3 separate regions of the Mus musculus genome follow, and all the other regions are linked to region 2. A link is a contact called in public Hi-C and HiChIP or PLAC-seq data. All regions are on one chromosome and are shown on one strand. The core of a region is the stretch at or near the end of the contact, and the rest is flanking DNA. Distances in the headings are between cores, read along the strand shown. Region 1 overlaps Arhgap15 (Rho GTPase activating protein 15). Region 2 holds the start of Arhgap15 (Rho GTPase activating protein 15). Region 3 overlaps Arhgap15 (Rho GTPase activating protein 15).

Evidence for each region. A called contact is a pair of places that touch in the nucleus more often than the background predicts. HiChIP or PLAC-seq counts read pairs in DNA pulled down with a chosen protein or histone mark.
Region 1: an H3K4me3 HiChIP or PLAC-seq map of bone marrow-derived macrophages shows a contact between it and region 2, with 2.9 times the contacts expected there. The contact joins the enhancer-like site here to the promoter of Arhgap15 in region 2. A contact is called at or near these places in 5 of 39 promoter capture datasets (the C10 cell line, the HPC-7 cell line, macrophages and 1 more), 1 of 484 Hi-C or Micro-C datasets (cerebral cortex), 3 of 115 datasets of contacts at active chromatin or transcription factors (bone marrow-derived macrophages and thymocytes) and 4 of 9 other capture datasets (adipose tissue, liver, macrophages and 1 more).
Region 3: a contact with region 2 is called in a Hi-C map of the G1E-ER4 cell line, with 1.5 times the contacts expected there. The contact joins the enhancer-like site here to the promoter of Arhgap15 in region 2. A contact is called at or near these places in 6 of 39 promoter capture datasets (the C10 cell line, the HPC-7 cell line, embryonic stem cells and 3 more), 4 of 484 Hi-C or Micro-C datasets (the CH12 cell line, the G1E-ER4 cell line, short-term hematopoietic stem cells and 1 more), 5 of 115 datasets of contacts at active chromatin or transcription factors (the 230-238 cell line, CD4 single positive thymocytes, CD8 T cells and 2 more) and 3 of 9 other capture datasets (adipose tissue, liver and macrophages).

Annotation. Positions count from the first base shown.
Region 1 is chr2:43,861,144-43,864,363 of GRCm38.p6, forward strand. All of the region lies in intron 5 of Arhgap15 (Rho GTPase activating protein 15), which reads left to right. Among named protein-coding and RNA genes, the nearest start is that of Gm39804, 75 kb to the left of the region's middle. Within about 2 kb of position 1,723, at least 18 of the 459 cell types and tissues checked have an H3K27ac peak or open chromatin away from gene starts, as enhancers often do. A contact at or near this core is called in the HPC-7 cell line and bone marrow-derived macrophages, where this site is marked.
Region 2 is chr2:43,746,705-43,750,134 of GRCm38.p6, forward strand. It overlaps Arhgap15 (Rho GTPase activating protein 15), which reads left to right and starts at 2,120. Exons shown (of 14, transcript NM_153820.3): 1 at 2,120-2,195. The coding sequence starts at 2,185. The region is part of intron 1 of Gm39804 (a long non-coding RNA gene); the gene reads right to left.
Region 3 is chr2:43,834,705-43,837,995 of GRCm38.p6, forward strand. The region is part of intron 3 of Arhgap15 (Rho GTPase activating protein 15); the gene reads left to right. Among named protein-coding and RNA genes, the nearest start is that of Gm39804, 48 kb to the left of the region's middle. Within about 2 kb of position 1,402, at least 8 of the 459 cell types and tissues checked have an H3K27ac peak or open chromatin away from gene starts, as enhancers often do. A contact at or near this core is called in the G1E-ER4 cell line, the HPC-7 cell line and short-term hematopoietic stem cells, where this site is marked.

The DNA.
Region 1 (3,220 bases), core at 473-2,972, 110 kb after region 2:
TCCTCAGTGACTTGATAAAGGAAGCAAAGAACTTCTATCTATTTCAGGGTTTTGAGAAAGAAGAACAAACAGTAACTGATCACCTAGTGTCAGCATTTCATAGCAGAAGGACCCTATGAATTGCCACCATCTGAACAGCTAGGAGGAAAGCAGTATAGAACAGAAAGCAGTCTCTACAGAGAAAGGAGCCCATCTGCTTTCTACCTGCTCCCGGGCTCCTGCATACTCACTTCACCTCAGAGGAGAGTGTGGCCAGTAGTGGATGCTGCCCTTACTATAGTCCTAAATAGAGTCTGTGGTCAGTGTCTGATGCTGGAGATAATGGCCAGTGGTGGATGCTGGATGTGGTGGTTGGTGGTAAATGCTGCACTTACTATAGTCCTGAGCACAGTCTAGAACTCTTCCTTGTTTTCAGATGTAGCTAGCCCTTTTTATAGTCTGCTGTATTCTCCAAATTCTCCTCCTCCTCCTCCTCCTCCTCCTCCTCCTCTTCTTCTTCCTCCTCCTCCTCCTCCTCATTCTCTCTCTCTCTCTCTCTCTCTCTCTCTCTCTCTCTCTCTCTCTCTCTCCCTCCCTCTCTCTCTCTCTCTGTAATTTTGACTTCTTGAGATGAGTTCAGAGTACTTTTTTGTGTGTCTTTCAGGTCTTTATTTCTGTCTCCCTGTCTGAAAAACATTTTCCCCTACTTTCAAATAATACAGTTCTTACTGCTGGAAGTTTTTCTGATTTATTCCATCAGCTGGCAGAGCTACTTGTTTCCTATGATCAAGGCAGCTCTTATAAGGACAACAATTAATTGGTGCTGGCTTACAGGTTCAGAAGTTCAGTACATTATCACCAATGCAGGAGGATGGCAGCATCTAGACAGGCATGGTGCAGGACAAGCTGAGAGTTCTACTTCATCTGAAGGCTGCTAGAAGACTGTCTTGCAGGAAGCTAGCATGAGGATATTAAAACCCACCTCCGTGGTAGCACACCTACTCCAACAAGGCCACAGCTCCTAATAGTGCCACTTCTTGGTCCAAGCATATTCAAACCTTCACAATTTCAATACATTTTTTGCTTATCCTTTCCTAAGTTCTGGGGAAGGACCTTGTTCTATTACACTGTGAGGTAGAACACAGCTCAAATGTGTAGTATAAATGACCCTAGAAGACCATGAAGTTACATTGTTTTTATACTTAGTTTCCCTGTATGTTTTAGAATCCCATCTTACACACCCAAATAAAAACTTTATCATGACCTTCCCTCTGTCATTTCAGACTTTCAGTTCTGAAGTAATTTTTAAAAGATATTTTTTAATCTAACACTTTTCATTGTTTTCAGTGGGAGAGTTGATCCAAATAACATTTCGACTCATTATAATCTACTTCACTTTAATGTGAGTATGCAGTCAGTTAATCAGGTTTGTGCTATTTATATCAGCCTTGGTGGGAAAAGGCTTCATCAGAATATGTATTGAAATCCCACAATGAACAGCTTGCTCGTTAAGGCTGCATATAAGGCACAGAGATATAATCAAGATAGAGACTTTGCCTTAGCAAATCTGTGCCAATAACGATGAGATGAGACAGGAAACGGAATAGATGTTTGTTTTTGTGTTCGTTTCTTTTTCTTCTATTTTTTTTCTTCAAGGTTTAAAGGAAGGAGTGCTAACGTGTGGAGGACTTGAACTGGGTCTTGAGAGATGGTTGTCACTTCTGCATACAGGGAGTTGCAGGCAGAAAATTTCAGGAAGTGAAAACCACGAACAATGACTGAGAATGGATGGAACACATGCATTACAGCATAAATGAACTTCTTTATCCCATTGAAATGCAGGATAGAGTAGGTCTTAAAGAGAGGCTGTGAGCTTGTCCATGTGCTATCAAGGCAAGGTGCTAACATGTGATGTCGGTGTATAATCCAGGCATCTGTATCACAGGGTAAACTAAATGGCTCTTCTTTGAACAAACATATACTGTCAACAAGTGTGACCTGTATGATAAGTCTGTAAGGAGCTGAACTTAAAGTGAGACGCAAACAAGAGGGAAATGATTCTCCTAGGGTCAGGGGTCACACTCCATGCAAGAGCAAAAGCTTTGCTTCCAGGTTGGAGCACGCACCGCTGTTGTTGCAGCTCCTGCTGTCAGCTGGGTTTTCCTCTTAGACCTTGACTAAAACGTATTGTATTTTTCTGGTGTAGTTATAGAATTTTGTTCCTGGATAATTTCAATGGATTCTTTTAGCTCCCAGGAACTTGCTGTGTTTTATGACTTTAAAGTTCCTGTTTGATATATGGGGAAACACCTGAATGTGTCAATGGGACATTAGAGACGCATGCTTGATTAATTAAGTCCCATGCATGGATAGCCTTGTAAAGATGATTCTTAAGAATTTATTTATTCTTTCACTGCTTCACTGTACTTTCATCATAATCCTACCAGCAGGTTTTCTTACCCTTTTCTTTCCCATGGAACCACTTACAGTATATAAGAGAACCAACAAGTCTCTCTCCCACGTTTATATCTTTTCTTGTATGTGAGCAACTCCACTCAATTAGGCTTGCCTACAAGAGTATGGTTGGGGGTTGTTTACTTGAACAAGGGCAATGTACCAGTGGCTACACCACTGAGGAATTTGACTCTGTTGCTTAGCAACCATTAAATGCCTGGTGCTCTTAGGGAGAGGTGGAGCTTTCTGAGCCCATCCTCATGTAAGGATTTCTGAACAGGACTCCTTCTGGTTGCTCCAGAAATAATGACAAGAACTGACAAAGGAAGAGCAACTTTTTTTAAATTTAGAGACCCCACACACTTATTTATTCTATGCATAATCAATAAGTCCTACCAGGAATCACATGATCATTTTAATCAAAGAGAAATCCAAATGAATAATATATGACTCTTGCTCCCACGGTGTTGTGATATGGTAGAAATGACAGACCCATAAATAAGCCTATTAGGATAAACTATGACTGTGCTATAAGTGTAAGAAAGGCAGCTCCAGACCAGGGCTTCCCAGGTATCCAGGATTATAAAATAAGCATACAAATCAAAAATTCACTGATAATAAATCAAAGAAATTTATTTTATCACAATTCTTTGGTGTGCATATAATTTTACTGTTTATTAAAACGGAAGCAAATTTGCATAACAAGATGTATGTGTTTATATTTTTTTTAACATAAAGAACTAAATCTTGTCTGAGCACTTGATACTGTAAGACCTAGAGCATTTTT
Region 2 (3,430 bases), core at 870-3,369:
TACTTCCTACCATGTTGATAAAGGACTGAACCTCTGAAACTTTAAGCAAGCTCTCACTTAAATTCTTTCTCTTGTAAGGGTTGCCTTGGTCATGAAGTTGCGTCATAGAAATCAGCCAGTAACTAAGAAACTTATAGTTTTTAGAGATGTGCAGATTAGTTAAACCTACTTATTTTGCTCCCTACAGCAGAATTTTTATATCTCTGTGCTCCATTATGTGGATAACTCACTGAGTTTTCAGGAAAGTAAATGGCTTGGCCAAGGCTAAGCAGCAGCAGCAAAATTGGTGCCTGGATTCAGCTTTCCTCCAGTCGATCATCATTCTTCCTACTTCCTTGCAGACACCAAGAGTGAACACTCAGCAAAGTACCCGTGGACCCATATATCTAAGGAGGTCCATTTAGGAAGGACATTAGACAGCGAATTGAATGAGTGAGATTGGAAAGCAGTCCCCAACTCTGTGTTCCACAGAGCTCTCATCCAATTAATCTGATGAGAAGATACTGTGATCTATTTTCTCACACATTTGGAAGGAAATGACTCTGCTCCTGTGCCACGCCTGTCTGCTTTCTGCCATGTTGATAACGGACTGAACCTCTGAAACTTTAAGCAACCCCTCAGTTAAATTCTTTCTCTTGTAAGAGTTGCCTTGATCATGAAGTCGCTTCATAGCAATCAGCCAGTAAGTAAGGGCCGTTCATTTACACAACGGAATACTACTTAGCTATTAAAAGTAAGAACATCGTGAAATTTGCAGACAAAAGATGGGACTACAAAACATCCTGAGTAAGGTAACCCAGACCAAAACTGACATGCATGGTATATACTCACTTATAATTGGACATTAGCCTTAAGGATACCCATGCTACAATCCAACAGAGCCAAAGAAGTGAAATAACCAAAAGGGCCCAAGGAAGGATGCTTGAATCTCACTTAGAAGGGGAAGTAAAATAGTCACTGGGGATGGGTGGAGGAAGGGAAATGCAGGGGAGAGAGGATGGGGAATGGTGTGTAGGTTTAGGGAGAGCCGGGAGAGTGAAGAGAAATTGGCCTGGTGGGGGATGGGGTGGGGGAATGACTCTGACATGCCAGAGATCTGGCATTGGGAAGACCTCAGGCAGTCTATGAAGGTGACTGTAGCTGAGACTCCTAACAGTAGCAGATATGGAGTGGCTACCTCCTGCGTTATACGGGACTCCCAGTAGAGGGATAAGGACACCAACCCACCCTCAAAATCTTCCACCGATCTCCTTTTTGTGATACCTTGCAAATCTCAAAACCTTACTAAGCCTGGTAACTAAGGGGCAGACTTTCAGTGTAGATGCACACATGAGGGCTGATCCTGAGATCAGCTGAAGCTTGCTATCAGAGGGACAGGCGCTTGCCCAAAGGACAGCCCTTGGACAGTTTATTCTGACGTTTTCTTTATGTTAGACTAAAGGGCTGTGTGGTTTGCACAAATATTTTTCATGGCATTTCAGATCTGCTTGGGAAACTCAGAGAGAATGTGCCAGGGTGAAACTTCATGCTGTTTCATGCTATAGCAGGCATTCTGAGCAACTCTCCCTGGGCACCTGCTGGCTCTGGGATTCCTGCTCTAAAGTTCTGGTGCATCTGCACCTAACTCAAGTAGTCTCTTGTATGTCTAGCCACAAGTGTGGCAAGTACCAGTACTGGGTTAGAGCTGAGGTCTTGGTTTCCCAATAGATATGCAGTGCTTTTTTGATAGCATGAATATACATAAGATAACCCAGGCCTTACTAGAAGACAGAGAAAGAGGAACTTTCCACTCTTCTTGACAGCCAGTTCCTCCCCTGACCCAACCCAACCCAGTGGCTAAAATTTTAATCACATTTTCTCTTTTAGAATAACTTGATGCACCACATATAAATATACGACACTTGAAAACTGACTATAACATTGATAAATAATGATATTATTGACTGACTGTGCAAGGCAAACTCTAAGGGGAATAATGTGGTTAACTACATGTACCCAGGAAGTGGGTTGTTTTTTAAAGTCTCTGCTCACCCTTTGCCCCCGCCTTTTTTTTTTTTTTCTTAAGTACTGAAATTAAGCAGCAACGAACACAGGCCTCCCCTTAGGACACGTGACCTTACTCCTTTCCGTTTTGTTGTAAGAGTCAGTAAAAGGAGTTGATGGCAGTTTTAATAGCAAGTCACCATGGAGAAAAGGTATGTAACTTTACATTTGTACTGTGGGTTAACTACTTGAAAGTATTGCTGGCACAAATGCATAATCATTTCTACAGATTGGAAGGCTCTTACCTATGAGCCAAATATCAGCTTGTTTCTTTCAGTGCAGAAAGGTGTATTCTGTCTCATAACTGCAACTGTCAAATTCATACTTCCTTTATGGAAATATTATACTAGTATCTTTTCATGATTTTAGACTAAAATGTTAAAGACTGAGTATAGAAAAGTTTTAGATTGAAAGTGCTTTTAAAAGTAATTGTTCGTAAAATACATGAGACCATGTGCCCTTAACTGATAGCTACTTTAAAACTCGAATTATCAGAAATACACATAACGAGAGAAAAAAAAAAGCCACTATAAATAACAATAGGAGAGGGCCTCTTAAATTTCAGTGAGAAAAATACTCCCTCTCAGGCAATATGTAAAGAGCTATAAGAAGGTTCTCAAACATAACTGGATAAAACAGCCACTAAGAAGCAAGAAAATTGTATCACATAAAATGATAAGCTTCGTCACAACTGAGCATTTCCCCTAACATTTCTGTGTTGAACTGGATAACATCAGGCCAACTTTCTAATTCATAAAAAGACATTTATGTTGAAAACAAACGTTTCACCTGATTTCACTGGCTGTTGTTTCTGGGAAGAGGGCTCACTTGAGACATCCTTTTGTTGTTTAAGGTAACTGTATTTTTAAGTGTTCTGAAATAATAAACCTTTGAAATGAAAAGAATTTGTTCACTGCAAACCAGCAAGAGCTTTGCTTAGCCACTGACATTGTGCCAATGTCTCCGTGCATTCTAATGTAGCTAGAGATATCATCAAAATGTTGCTAATCTGAGACAAATAGCTAAACAAATATAACTGGAGAGTTTTGTAAAAATTTAATAAAAGCGCAAGATATTATCCCCTTGTCTCTCACAGTATTTTATCGTGCTGGTGGATAAGGAAGTGCACCCCACAATGCAAATATTGGGGGTTATTAAAAATGGTTACAGGATTGATAAGTGGCAACAATCTTTTTTCTTTTATTGTGCTCTATTGAAAGACATTTATACATATTTTTTGACATAGTCAGTTTTAAAGGAAATTATTCAGCAGGCTGATACACTCATGTCACGATGCATTTAAGTTCTCTTCAATTGTCCACACTGAAGCTAGCTACTTGTTGACTGTTGAAATGATTACAGAAAAATAGAGATTAAGGACATGGTA
Region 3 (3,291 bases), core at 152-2,651, 87 kb after region 2:
TTTAAAATATCAACTAATTGCTTCCTGGTACTGATGTGGGCTCTGCTGCATTCTCTCTCTGAGTGTTCACCTAACTTACTCTGTCTTCTGAGCACTGGGAACATTCAACATTTCCTTTATGACGTCTATTGGATTCTTACTTTTATTTTAATGGCAGAAATGCCATCAGTTATGTAAACTTCCATCTGGAGAGTAGACTGTCATGAAGAGTAACAATGAAAAGAACCAGGAAGTTTTTCCAAAAGCAAATCTATACATTTTAAACTACCCATTACCATTCATGAAAAGACGTTCTCTAGAAGACACAAAGTTTACATTAAATCTGATGAGCATGAACTTTTCATCTACCTGCAGAGTCTTTCCCACAACTTGGGGTTGCTTGTATCTCTCTCTGTTTCCTCCATATTTCCCTGCCTCCCTGTCTCCTCCATCTCTCCCTGTCTCCCTGTCTCCTCCATTTCTCCCTGTCGCCCTGTCTCCTCCATGGATCTGCACAGTAGCCCAGTCACCCATAGTGTCCTGTTGTCAGTATCTCTCAGGACACTCTGTCATGTCTGAAACAATGTACCAAAATAATTTGGAGCCAATTATTTAAATTCCTTGAGTTAATATTATTGTTTATATTTATGTTTTTAACATTTGAATTCTCGTGTGTATTTATTTTCAAAACATTGGCTGTAATGTAAAAAAGTCTCACTTCTTTTACCTCCTATTTAAAGAATTCTCTGAAATATTTTTAAGAATCGTGAGACTACAGTTCTGGTTACAGCTTTTGAAATAATCTATTAGGTCTACCCCATTTTGGAGTAAAGTGTTTTACTTTATAAAATGAAAACTGTCATTGCCAATGCTCCAATGAGTACATTTTCCTTTGGGGAGCCATGCATTATTATGTTTTTTTTTTTTTTTTTTTACAGTTCCTTTATAATAGAGCTGATTGTGATCAACATGGGTAATTAAAAGAGTAACACATGTATTTTGACAGTTATTTTCGAAGCATTCCTAATTGGAGTCTAAAAATGCTCACAGTGGCCCCAGTATAGGAAGAAATATAGCATTAATGCCACACAGATGCATATCACAAGACTTCAGTGAAAGAAGCTAGGATGAGAACAGGGGACTCTGTGATTGCTTAACACAAAACTCTGATACACTTTGCACTTGTTTCTTGATCTTCTATTAATATATTCCTCCTTGCTACTGTGCATGAGGTCCAATTAGTTTCAAGGCACTTTCCCCCTAAACAAAGATTCAAGAAAAATAACCCTGATTATAGCATGTTAAATCTTTATCGTCTTTATTTTTATTGAAACATCGTAAGGCGTGTCTATGGATAGCCTTGCAGGAGTCAAAAGCCTGTGGTGGGTTTTTTATCTGCTTCCTCCTGAGCAAGGAGGATTTGGAGGGCAGAGCTCAGGAAGTTGTCCTGGCTCGGAGCAAATCAGCCTTTTGCAGATAAACTTAAGTCACAGGTGTTGCCTTTTTAAGCCTGATATCGTTCTGTGGGTTAATTAATACTTGTGAGGGCTTTGAAGATGAAATGCAATATGAAGATATTGTACTTCCTTGTTTTAAAGAAAAAAGAGTAGTCATTTTGTATACTAATACTATTGACCAGCTGGGGTTTCTTTAAGTTGGAAAAGAGAAACAAATATATCTTTAATATTTCAAAATGCCATTTTGCTAAGTTAGAGTTAGGTTTGGCAAATAATATCATCTCAAAAGTTAAGATGATAATAATAATAAATAATAATAGTTTAATCAATTATTATAGAAACCATTTCAGATTAATTATTTCATTTCCTTAAGCAGGGGTCTGCTTATTCATTCATTTATTTGTCTAGGCCATGGTCATTCAGGAGGAGGGTTAGGCTATGGGAATGATGGGATATTAAAAAGTCGTGGCCTTTTCTGGAGAAAGACCTGTGGACAAGCAGATGCATCAAGGACAAGAAAAAGGCTTGGTTCTACACTAGTGACTGTGGGAGAAGAAAGACTTATATTTGGAGTCATGAGTCGTCTTACAAGTACTCTTTGAAAGTGTTATTTAAAATAAGATTTGCACCATAAGTAGAACTGTGGAAACAAAAGAATGAGAACAGGAAGAAAAAAAAATCAAGAAAAGACAGCACATTCAGGTTATCAGTACAACAGTTTTATTTCAACTGTATTTGAAAAATTTCAAGAATGCCATGATGAGGCAGGCATGGAGGAACATGCCTGTAACACAGACACATGGAAGGCAGAAAAAGGAAGTCTGCATGTTCAAGGCCAGCCTGGAGTACATAGAAGGATCCAGATTAATAGCCAACCAGGACTACATACCCTGTATATGAGAAAACCAAACGACATACTGCTGACACCATTGCATACACTAGCAAGATTTTGCTGAAAGGACCCAGATGTAGCTGTCTCTTGTGAGACTATGCCGGGGCCTAGCAAACACAGAAGTGGATGCTCACAGTCAGCTAGTGGATTGATCACAGGGCCCCCAATGGAGGAGCTAGAGAAAGTACCCAAGGAGCTAAAGGGATCTGCAACCCTATAGGTGGAACAACAATATGAACTAACCAGTACCCCGGAGCTCTTGACTCTAGCTGCATATGTATCAAAAGATGGCCTAGTCGGCCATCACTGGAAAGAGAGGCCCATTGGACACACAAACTTTATATGCCCCAGTACAGGGGAACGCCAGGGCCAAAAAAATGGGAATGGGTGGGTAGGGAAGTGAGAGGGAGGGTATGAGGGACTTTTGGGATAGCATTGGAAATGTAATTGAGGAAAATATGTAATAAAAATATTTTTAAAAAAAAGAGAGAAGAGAAGAGCTGTGGTGCTGGATCAGGCAGAGCCTTCCCTAGGGGAAGCAGCTCCAGGTGATGGGAGATTGGAGAAATCCTGGAACCAGAGGTTAGTTAAATTTTGCCTGCCTGCCATGCCCCCCACTTATAATCCGTTTAATTCTAGAGCAGAGAAAAATGTACACCCGCACATCAACAAAGACTATTAGAATTGAGCAACTCTCTCTTCACAGAGTGAAATTAAGTTATAATGCAGACAAATTGTAATAATAAGATGCTCTGACAGCAAGGAGGAGGAAGGCCATGCTTGGCGAACTTCAATGACGGTCAAAAAATCAAGTAACAGTGAAAGTAAAGACAGTGAAACAGAAACAGATTGAGAGTGGAATTCTAAGAAAAGCCTTCAGAAGACCGAAGAATGGTTTCCAGATACAGAGAGATCTTTCCTAAACCCATCTCCTAAGCACAAACTGGATTTCTTGGTGGTGAA